Linked DNA regions of Mus musculus: all the other regions are linked to region 3. Evidence: chromatin contacts called from public HiChIP or PLAC-seq and promoter capture Hi-C data. All regions are on one chromosome and are shown on one strand. The core of a region is the stretch at or near the end of the contact, and the rest is flanking DNA. Distances in the headings are between cores, read along the strand shown.

The links. HiChIP or PLAC-seq counts read pairs in DNA pulled down with a chosen protein or histone mark. Capture Hi-C pulls out chosen DNA fragments and counts their contacts.
Region 1: a contact with region 3 is called in a CTCF HiChIP or PLAC-seq map of embryonic stem cells, with 7 times the contacts expected there. The contact joins the promoter of Trim50 here to the promoter of Tmem270 in region 3. A contact is called at or near these places in 1 of 39 promoter capture datasets (hippocampal neurons), 1 of 15 datasets of contacts at CTCF or cohesin (embryonic stem cells), 5 of 484 Hi-C or Micro-C datasets (CD4 T cells, the G1E-ER4 cell line and embryonic stem cells) and 1 of 9 other capture datasets (macrophages).
Region 2: a contact with region 3 is called in a promoter capture Hi-C map of adipose tissue. The contact joins the promoter of Bcl7b here to the promoter of Tmem270 in region 3. A contact is called at or near these places in 7 of 39 promoter capture datasets (the 3T3-L1 cell line, embryonic stem cells, frontonasal cranial neural crest and 2 more), 1 of 484 Hi-C or Micro-C datasets (the G1E-ER4 cell line), 1 of 115 datasets of contacts at active chromatin or transcription factors (embryonic stem cells) and 1 of 9 other capture datasets (adipose tissue).

The regions. Positions count from the first base shown.
Region 1 is chr5:135,351,903-135,355,287 of GRCm38.p6, reverse strand. Trim50 (tripartite motif-containing 50) reads right to left here and starts at 1,993. Exons shown (of 6, transcript NM_178240.3): 1 at 1,594-1,993. The coding sequence starts at 1,992.
Region 2 is chr5:135,166,364-135,169,904 of GRCm38.p6, reverse strand. It overlaps Bcl7b (B cell CLL/lymphoma 7B), which reads right to left and starts at 1,533. Exons shown (of 6, transcript NM_009745.2): 1 at 1,307-1,533. The coding sequence starts at 1,398.
Region 3 is chr5:134,905,017-134,908,760 of GRCm38.p6, reverse strand. It overlaps Tmem270 (transmembrane protein 270), which reads left to right and starts at 2,028. Exons shown (of 3, transcript NM_194065.3): 1 at 2,028-2,133. The coding sequence starts at 2,062.

The sequences.
Region 1 (3,385 bases), core at 744-3,243, 450 kb before region 3:
TTATCCTTGGTGTTATATACTCTAGGTTGAAGGAACAAAGAAATGCACCAAAAAAAGAACAAGCAAACCAACCCTTTCCAGTCCCACCTTCAAACTATTACAGATACATTTTGTTTTTCTTTCTGGTGCTGGAATAAAACCCAGGGCCTTGCTCACGCTAGGCAAGCTGTCTGCCACTTGCTGCTGAGCCACATCCCCAGCCCCTCATCGTGGGATTATAGGAAGGTGCTCTACCTCGAGGCAATGCCCACAGGCCTTCACTGAGGGGTTCTAGACAAGTGCTAGAATCTGAGCCATATCTCCAGCCTTGTAAACATGACTCTCAAGCCTTATATAATAAATATATTATATATAAACATCATAAATATAACATTTAAAAAATTAAATAGTAAATGTCGATCTGTTTACCTGAGATAAAAGTCCATGGGCTGAGGAATTCACAAATTTAACACTTATATTTTGAACATTTACCACTTCAACTGTAGCTGTAGACCAGTGGTTCTCAACCTTCCTAATGCTGTGACCCTTTAATACAGTTCCTTATGTTATAGTGAGCTCCAGCCATAAAATTATTTCATTGCTACGTTATAACTTTAATTTTGCTACTACTATGAATCACAATATAAATATCTAATATGCGGGATATCTAATATTTGGTATGCTATCCCTGTGAAAGGGTTGTTTAGCCCCTAAAGGGTCTCACCCCACAGGTTAAGAACCTCTGCTGTAGCTGCTGAAATACAGCAAGGAACAAAGGCCCCACCCTCATGCTTGTGACCAGATGGGCTTAGGAGCTCTGAAGAAGCAAGGCTAGTGTTGTGGCTCAGCAGGTCAAGTCTGATGATCTGGGTTTGATCGTGGTGGAATAAGAAAGCTGATTCCTTGACATTGTTCTCCATGTGTATGTCTACACATAAATGAATAAAGAATATAAAAAGAAAGAAATCTATTGTGGTACGTGCCTATAATCTCAGCTCTGTGGAGAATGAGACAAGAAGATTTAGAGTTCAAGGCCAGTGGCTGTATAGTGAGTTCAAGGCCAGTCTGAGCTACAAATAAACCACAATCAAAATCCATACCACTGAACCTAGGATGTTGCTTAGTAGAAGAATGCTGCTTAAGCTATAAACTAAGCCTTGGATTCCATCCGTAGGACAGCAAGCAAAACAAAATAAAGCAAGCCAAAGACACAAGGTAAAAGAATAGGAAAAGTCTGGCAAGGGACTCGCTGTCATTCCTGCAGCTACGATCCTCAGGACCCTGGTATATAAGCAACTCTTCAAAAACCAATGAAGAGACCCCTACGTGGAAGAAGAGCACTGACTTCCACAAAATGTCCTCTGACTTCTACGTGCATGCCGTGGTACACGCGTGCACAGTCAAGCAGTCAATAATCAAATAAGTATTAAAAACCAATGAATGAATGCATGCTTGAGTATGTGCGCCATACTTGAGTATGTGCGCAAGATGGAGTTGGAGAAATGGAGCCCTGGTGCAGTAGCCTTCCTCTACCGCGTGGAGGCGCAAGACAGCACTCAGGAGAGCCGCCCTTTGCTCTGCTCCTCCCGCTAGCGGCCCGCCCGCCCCTCGCACCTTCATGCGGCTGTAGACGGTGGAGACTGGTGTGACTCGGTGGTGTTGGTGGGAGCCCAGCAGGCCACAGAGACCACAGATGAATTCCTGGTCTTTCTCGCAGAAGAGGCTGAGAGGGTTTCGGTGGTGCACGCAGACGGTGGGCTCTATGTCCCCCGGCAGCCTCAGAGCATCTATCACCCGGGCCAGGGAGACATTAGGCGGGGAGCTGCTGCAGTCTACTGACTGACGACACACAGGACAGCATAGCTCGGAGTCCAGGTGTTGGGACAAGTTATCCAGGCAGTCCTTGCAGTAGGAGTGGCCGCACTGTAGCATCAGAGGCTCTTTGAAGACCTCCAGGCAAATGGGACACTGCAGCTGGTCCTGGAGTTCCGGCACAGTCAGCCGCCACGCCATGCGCACAGCTCAGCTGCAACACAGGTGGCAGTCAGTCCTCTATCCTGCCGCCCCCTCCCTCTGTCATATTTTCCCTTCCCCCAGGGCTGCTGAAAGCCTAGGGAGAAAAGGATGCCAGCCCTGGATTCTGATCCTAGCGCCTACTATGACTCTGAGCCTCAGTTTCCCCGTCTGGGAAAAAAGGACTTAAGTGGAAAACAATGGCCACTATGAGTCTGGATATATAGATCAACTGCAAGTCTAATTCAGAGTTTTTTCTCCATACATGAGGTCCTGGGTTCAATCTCTAGCATCACAAACGTCACATTGAGCTAGGACCTTCCCCCATGTAACCCCAGCATCTGGGGGGGATTGAACCCAGAGCCTTGCGCATGAACAGCCACTCATGAAATTGTCCTGAAGCAATGATTCTCAGTGTGTGGATTGCAACCCTTTTGAGGTTCCGACAACCCTTTCAAGGTGGTTGCCTAAGACCACTGGGAAAATACAGATGTTTATAACAGTAGCAAAATTAGTTATGAGGTACCAACAAAAATACTTTGTTATGGTTGGGGGGGGTCACACAGCATGAGGAACTGTGTTGAGGGCTGTAGTGTTAGAAGGTTGAGAACTGCTATTCTAGAGATTCCAGAGCCCCAGTTCCAGGCAGGGATTCAACTTCAAGGAAGATTCTCTCTTGAGACCCAGAAATCTGTAATATACACCTTCAAGCCAGGCACTTTTTGTTTATTTTTTTGTTTTCAAGACAAGGAATCTCTGTGTAGCCCTGGCTGTCCTGGAACTCTCTCTGTAGACCACGCCGGTCTCCAACTCACAGAGCTCTGCCTGCCTCTTCCTGTCAAGTGCTGGGATTAAAGGCAGGGAGCACCAGGAACCTGCCGCCTAAGCAATCTTAAAGCCAGATTGTTACTTTTTCTTTTTGGGATAGGGGTCCTGTGGACGGTGGTGGCCTTGAACCCTGTATGTAGCTGGGATTGCAGGTGTGCTCCACTATACACAATTTAAATAGTTCTGGGTATAGACCCCTTGGGGGCCTTAAGCATGCTTGGTAAGTCAGTATCTACTCAGTAGCTACATCCTGAACAACAAGAGCAATGTCCCTTGTCCCAGGGTAACACTGTCCTCACAGAGTCTGAGATAAAAAGAGCCTTGGGTGTTCATCTTCCAAAACAGAAACAAAGTCTCCACTGAGCAAGATAGCAGCAACTCGACCCACATCCCACTACCGCATTACCTGATTTCTTGTGGTCCAGCAGGCCTCCCACTAGGGCCTCAAACAAGCAGCTCTCTCTGGTCACTGAAGCCTTTCCTTCCTCCCAGAATGGGGAAGCTGACACGGAGACCCGGGGCAGCCAGCTGGACATAGATGCCACTGCCTGGTGTCTGCCCCTTC
Region 2 (3,541 bases), core at 284-2,783, 260 kb before region 3:
GAGCAAGGTGGTGGGCACTACCCTCAGAATTAGGGGATGGGAGTTGGTTCAAATATGCGGAATGTCTTGCAGTTCAACCTAATATAATTAAGGAAAATTCTGTGAAGGTGACCTTCGCTAGAATTTCAAAATGTGTCTCTGAGGAACCTACATTGAAATTTCTTTTGAGCATTTTATTATTTTTATGTGTGTGGGTGCTTTACATGCGTGTGTGTCTGCGCATTACACACGTGCTGTGCCCACAGATGCCAGAGGACATGGTATCCCATGGGACTGGAGAAGAGCTGTTAGGGGCCATGTGGTGGAAGAGCAGCCAGGTGCTTTTGACCATTGAGCCATTTTTCTAGCCTACATACTTTTCCTTACCAATAAAAAACAAAAGGGGGTAGAGACTTGAGAATTACATAGGAACAGAGGAATGCCATAAGATGCAGACATTTTCCAACACTTGGGAAACACAGACAGGTGGGTCTTTGAGAGTTCAAGGCCACCCTGGCCTACAAAGAGAGTTCCAGGACAGCCAAAGGATTGGGGACACTGATTCAAAAACAAACAAACCACTCTCGCGGCCTCTTAGCTACTGGGTAAACTGAGGCAGAAGAATCACTGCCAGCCTAAAGCCAGCCTGCGGTCCTCAGGGAGCTCCGGTCAAAAAACAGTAAGGAAATTACAAATCGTTAAGTGAAGTGAATGGCTCAGAGGCTTGGTTCAGAACAATTTAAAGCAATAAAATCCTGACCTAAATTGTTCGCTAATTGTTCTGGGTTTGCAATAAACATTTGCAGGGTCAGGGTACCTTGGTCGCCAAGAGCAAACCTATGGCGAGTGGGCTGGCTAAGGATCCAAGATATCAGGAATTTCTGTTCCAAAAGTGCCATGTTTACAAACTTCCGCTTAATTTCGACCACTTATATCGTATAATAGTCGGCAACAACGGACATCACCGGACACTTGTGCTGCGCAGGAGCGGAAACCGAACCCGGAGCCGCCAAGCAGCATTTCCGCGAGGTCTCCACCGGAAGTGCAACTGTGCAGCGCCAGGCCCCGCCCCAGGCAGAGCGGCCGGAAGCGGCTAATGACAGCTATGGGAGGGGCCATGAGCCGACCGTCTTTCTGATTGGCTACAGGGAACGCGGACTCTGAATTCACGCCGATACCGGCGCGCCCTCCTTTCGCTTTTTGGCTCCGGCCCCCTCCCCCCAGGGCCGGCCTCTTGGTTCCCATCCTGCCTGTTCCTGTATGGCGAGCCTCCGCGCCGGCTTTCCCGCAACCCCACGTCAGCAACCCCTCCGCTCCCGCCCCTCACCATTTCCGCACTTTCTCGATGGCCGCCATCACCTTCTTGATGTCATCTTTAGCCCGGCTACGGGTCTCGGCCCGGACCGAACGGCCGGACATGGCGGCGGCGGGGAGTGGCTGGGGGCCGGGACAGTGCTCCCAAGACGCGGGATATCACGCGCCTCACGCGTCGCCGTCCACCCGCTGCCACCGCAGCACGTCACCGCGGCCGTCGCCCCCCCTCCGTGCGCGCGTGCGCGAGGGAGCGCGCGCACCCGCCCGCCCCTTGGGCCCTCAAGGCCTCAGCGCGCTTGCGCACCCGCCCGGGGGCGTCCCTGCTGTGCGCCTCCAGAGACCCTTTGCCCTCTTGCTGCCAGGCTGAGCCCATCGTCGTCCGCACGTGGTGTGGGCCAGGCGAGGCTGCGAGGGTGGTGGTGGGATGAGGTTTCCAAGTCACCACTTTCCCTACCTGCTGCTTCAATGCATGCCCGGGAATTTTCAATACTGTAGACCAGGCCAACCTCGAATTCACAACCACCTGATTCTGCCTCTCCGGTGCTCTGTGCCATGGCATTTGACCGGAAAATTTTATTTCATTTTGCTTTTCCGAGACAGGGTTTCCTTCTCTGTGTAGCCCTGGCTGTCCTGCAACTCACTCTATAGACCAGGCTGGCCTTGAACTCAGAGATCTACCAGCCTCTGCCTCCCAAGTGCTGGGGTCAAAGGGGTTGGAATTTTCTTTTTTTCTTTTCTTTTTCTTTCTTTCTTTCTTTTTTTTTTTTTTCTTTACATGTATATGGCACAGAGGACAATTTGTAGAAGTTGGTTTTCACTAGTGAGTTTTAGGCTGTTATCAAGTCCTTTAATCCCCCATGACCCCTGACCCTTCAAGGAATTATTTATGCGCTGCATGTTCACCTAAAAGGAGATCTGTGTCATCATTGTCTAAATAGCTGTGTTCCGGAGTCATTATCACACCTTCCTTCATTTTGACTTCTGGTCTTCGAATTCTCAGCTACCCACCTGGAAATTTCTTCTGATTGAATCAACTACTTTTCCAACATCCAGGTCACACTGCGGCTCTTCCTGAGTATTTTGCACCTGGCTCATACTTTTAGCATTCCACTTCACTGTCAGGGAATTCAGTTCTGGATAAAACATTGCCTGTGTTCTGTGCATTGGACCAAGTACTGAGGACATAAATATTTCTCTTTTGAAAGAACTTCTGGACCAGGGACTGTGATGAACACATTTATCCCAGCACTCTGGCGGAAGAGGCAGGTGGATTTCTGAGTTCAAGGCCAGCCTGGTCTACAGAGTGAATTCCAGGACAACCAGGGATATGCAGAGGTTTTCTCTGGGGGGTTGAGGAAGGACAAAAAGAGAAAAGAAAGAGGGGAGTGAAAAGCAGTGATAACAGACCCAATAGAAGGAGGAGGTGACCCACAGCTGACGTTGCATGCCCAGAGGGACTTGTTTGAATCAACTTTGAGGTTTACTTGCAGTTCCAGGAAAACCAAGAGTTCAAGGTCATCCTTGACTGCGTTTAAAGTTTGAGGCCAGTTTAAGGCTGCATGAGACCCCGTCAAAGAAGAGGGAGAGGAGTGTGTCTCCCAGTGACTGTGTAACTTATCCTGAACTTGGCGAAGCTTCTGATTCATGACTCTCAGCCTTCCAGCTGAACATGTTTGCTGGGAAAGGATTCCTAAACAGCTTCTGCAGGGGGCGGGGGGGAAGGGCCCAGGTAACAAATGCAGGGAAATGATTACTGTTGAAATAACTGGATCAAACTCAAATGACCTAATACAAGTGAACCCAGGGCTTACCTAAACATGTCCTACATCAAAGGACACAATGAAGAAGATGTTCTCACTGCTACGGAGATGAAAATAAAGAACAAGAAAAGAATGCAAGGCAGGCCAACAGTGTGCTAAGCTTCACTGCTTATGTTCATGGACACCCGCTCCCCGAACCAGCACAAATACAAGGCCACCCCTTGACAGCTATGTTTAATTTCTCTCACCACCTAAATCCAAGCCATTGCCAGCAAGAACTCCCTCTGCTGTTCATGTTTCTCTACCACCTTCTTTAAATTTAATTTAAAAGAAAAAAATTTTTGAGGTAATGTCTTCCCATGTAGCCTGGAACCAAACCTGCCCAACCTGGGTTAAATAGCAAGACCCTTTCTCAAACAGGTAGGATCTAGTGGCATATACCTGTAAGCCCAGCACTGGGGAAATTTAGGCTAGAAGAACAGGAACTC
Region 3 (3,744 bases), core at 779-3,278:
CATGTGTTCATGGGCAGCATTTGCATGATCATTTCCTGTATGGATCTTTAAGATCCTGCATCAGGCTCTGGGCTCTGCATAAATTTCAATTTGCCCTGTAAAGTCACTGGTGCACGATGTGCCCTGATTCTTTTGTTTTTTGCTAAGGAAGGGGAGATAGCATCTTGGTGTGTCTTTGATTCACATTTCCCCCTGACTACTAATGAGACTGGACTATGTTTGCACAAACCTCATGGCTCTTTTGGTTCCTTTTGTTAACTTTCTTTGCTTCTGTGCTTCATCAGGTCCTTTGTTTTAAAAAAAATTTTTAAGCTTCTCTTTCTTTTTCTTCCTCCCTCTTTCCCTCCCTCTCTCCCTTCCTTCTTTTCTTTTCTTCTTTCTTCCTGTGGTGTGAGTGCACACATGACAAGGGTCTTGCCTGTGGAGGCCAGAAGACAACTTGGGGCAATAGTTTCTACTTTTCCACCATGTGTGTTCTGGGGATGGGGCTAAACTGATCAGGGTTGGTGTTAAGTTCTTTAACCTCCACCTCTGATCTCTTTCTTTTCTTTTCTTGTTTTTCTTTTCTGTGTTGGACGTGGAACTCAGTCTTGCACCTGTTAGCCACGTACTTTACCACCTCCAAATTCCAGCAGAATCGATTCTCTCCTTATACTGTGTGTATCTCTGGTCTGGGGCCAAACTCAGGTCAACAGTCTTGACAGCAAGTGCTTTACCAACTGGCCAGGTATTTGATTTCTTTTCCTTTTCTTTCTTTTTGAGACAGGGTCGGTCTCTCTCTCTCTCTCTCAACCTCTCTCTCTCTCCCTCCCTCCCTCCCTCTCATTTTTTCAAGGCAAGGTTTCTCTGTGTAGCCCTGGCTGTCTTGGAACTCACTATGTAGACCAGGCTGGTTTTGAACCCAGAGATCCACCTGCCACTGCCTCCCGAGTATTAATGGCATGTGAACTTACATATAATAAATAAATAAATCTTTTTTTTTTAAATCCAGCTTTTTCCAAGCCACAGAAATTAAAAAAAAAAAAAGTCACGTTAAAAAACTGGAAATAGCAGGACGCGGGGCAGAAGACTCGGAAGTTTGCCTTAGAGACACGGAGAAATGGAGGCCAGGTGGGGTTGCATGGCTTGCAAAGCCCCGTTTTCAATCCCGAGTTCTGCACATATTAACAAGAGGGTTAAATAAAAGGAAGACTGTGAGTCTCATTATCTCCGGGTGGTTCCCTTCTTGTAACCCAGGCATTGACTGGAAATGCACAGGGAGCTCTCTCAGGTGTTTCCAGGAGGTTGTTACCAGGAAATCAGCCTTGCAAAATGAGAAACTTTATCCTGCCTGTCAAGCGCCCTGCTCGCCCCTGCGGTGTCTTCTGCCCTCACGCGACCGCATCGCGGTACTGCACCTGCTCGGAGCTCTTTTAGGTCTTGTTCTGGGGATGTGAGCACGCTTCTCCAGGGAGGAAAGCAGAATGGCGCCCCCTGGCGTGGTGCAAGGCAGCGTACACTGATTCCTTTGTACTCCCAGCTGGTCATCCCTGCTCCTCTGAATGGGGAAACTGCAAGACTGCACACTGGTTCTTCAGCCTGAAACTGATGGGGAGAGGGAAGGGACAGAGAAAGAGGCCTGGGGGGGGGGCGGTGAGGACAGAGGGGTCTCAGTTGAGGATGCTAAACTGAGGCTTCTCCTATGGCAACACTGCTACCCTTGCGGTCCAACTTGGAAAGTAAGGCCATAGAGAGCCCATCTCCTCCCTCCTTCATTTTGTTCTTCTTTCTCTACATCCCTATCTCCCTACCACTCAACCCCCACATCTGGCGGTAAACTAGGCGATTCTGAAATGGGCTCTGAGTTTTTTCCCGATAGTAGGTAGACAATTGATCCTAAGGCTAGACATCTGTGATGACCATGGAGCCAGACTTGACCTCAGAGGAGCAGGTAAAGGGAGCTATGGCAAAGGGTAGTGTGTCATGTGGCAACTGGGTCCCCATGGCAACTGGACCCCCACCCTGTGGCATCTGTGAGGTCACCCTGCCTCTCCTGGCTGGAGGAATGGGTGGAGGCCAGACATGGAGGCCGCTCCCCGGGTCAGATCTGGCCTTCTCAGAATTCTTCTGCGGGCTGGGAGGCTCTCTGCACTGGTAAGCAGGGTATGGAGAGGGGACCTGGAGAGATTCAGCCATTCCCAGCCACCAAGGAATAAACAGTCAAGTCCTGAGAGCCCCATCTCCCAAGTGCTGTGGCATAGCTGTCTATCCGCAATCTTGTTTCCTTCTCCTCCTCTCCCCCTTCCTTTCTCTTCTCTCTTCCGTGTGTATGTGTGTGTGTGTGTGTGTGTGTGTGTGTTTAAGATAAGGGTCTATTATGTAGCCCTGGTGTCCTGGTACTTTCTATGTAGACCAGGCTAACCTTGAACTCAGAGATTTGCCTGCCTCTGCCTCCCCTGTGCTGAGACTAAAGATGTACATTATTATTCCTAGCCCTTCATTTCTTTCCCTTAAAAAGATTATATATTTATGTCTATAAATAGTGTGTGTGTGTGTGTCCTCTCCTTCCACCATGTGGGTCCTGGGGATTGAACTCAGGCCGCAGGCTTGGCAGACAGTGCCTTTACCTGTTGAGCAATCTCATTGGCCTACATTCCCTTTCCTTTCCTCACCCCTGCCCTTCTCCCTCCCTGGCCTCCTCTCTTTCTTTCTCTCCTTTCTGTTTAGTGTGCATGTATGTGGGTGTGGGTATGATGTATATACATGTGTGTAAATGCCTGTGTGTGCACATAGAAGCCAGAGGAGGGTGCTCTCTCTTTCCCTCTCTTTCCCTTCTCCCTCCCTCCCCCCTCCCTCTCCCTTATTTCTTTGATTCTTGGAACTTGGAGTTGATACATTTGTTTATTCATTTTATTTTGTCCAGCAGCTTTGCAAGCCACAGATATCCTCCTGTCTTCAAAAATACCTTCAGTACTGAGGTTGCATGCATGCACTGGGCCACGTGTGTCCTGAGTCATACATGCACTGGGCCACGTGTGTCCTGAGTCATACATGCTGGGCCATGTGTGTCCTGAGCCATACATGCACTGGGCCACGTGTGTCCTGAGCCATACATGCACTGGGCCATGTGTGTCCTGAGGCATACATGCACTGGGCCATGTGTGTCCTGAGCCATACATGCACTGGGCCTTGTGTGTCCTGAGGCATACATGCACTGGGCCACGTGTGTCCTGAGGCATACATGCACTGGGCCATGTGTGTCCTGAGCCATACGTGCACTGGACCATGTGTGTCCTGAGGCATACATGCTGGGCCACGTGTGTCCTGAGGCATACATGCACTGGGCCATGTGTGTCCTGAGCCATACATGCACTGGGTAATGTGTGTCCTGAGGCATACATGCTGGGCCATGTGTGTCCTGAGGCATACATGCACTGGGTCATGTGTGTCCTGAGCCATACATGCACTGGGCCATGTGTGTCCTGAGCCATACATACACTGGGTCATGTGTGTCCTGAGGCATACATGCACTGGGCCATGTGTGTCCTGAGGCATACATGCACTGTGCCATGTGTGTCCTGAGGCATACATGCTGGGCCATGTGTGTCCTGAGCCATACATGCACTGGGCCATGTGTGTCCTGAGGCATACATGCACTGGGTCATGTGTGTCCTGAGCCATACATGCACTGGGCCATGTGTGTCCTGAGCATACATGCACTGGGCCATGTGTGTCCTGAGCCATACATGCACTGGGCCATGTGTG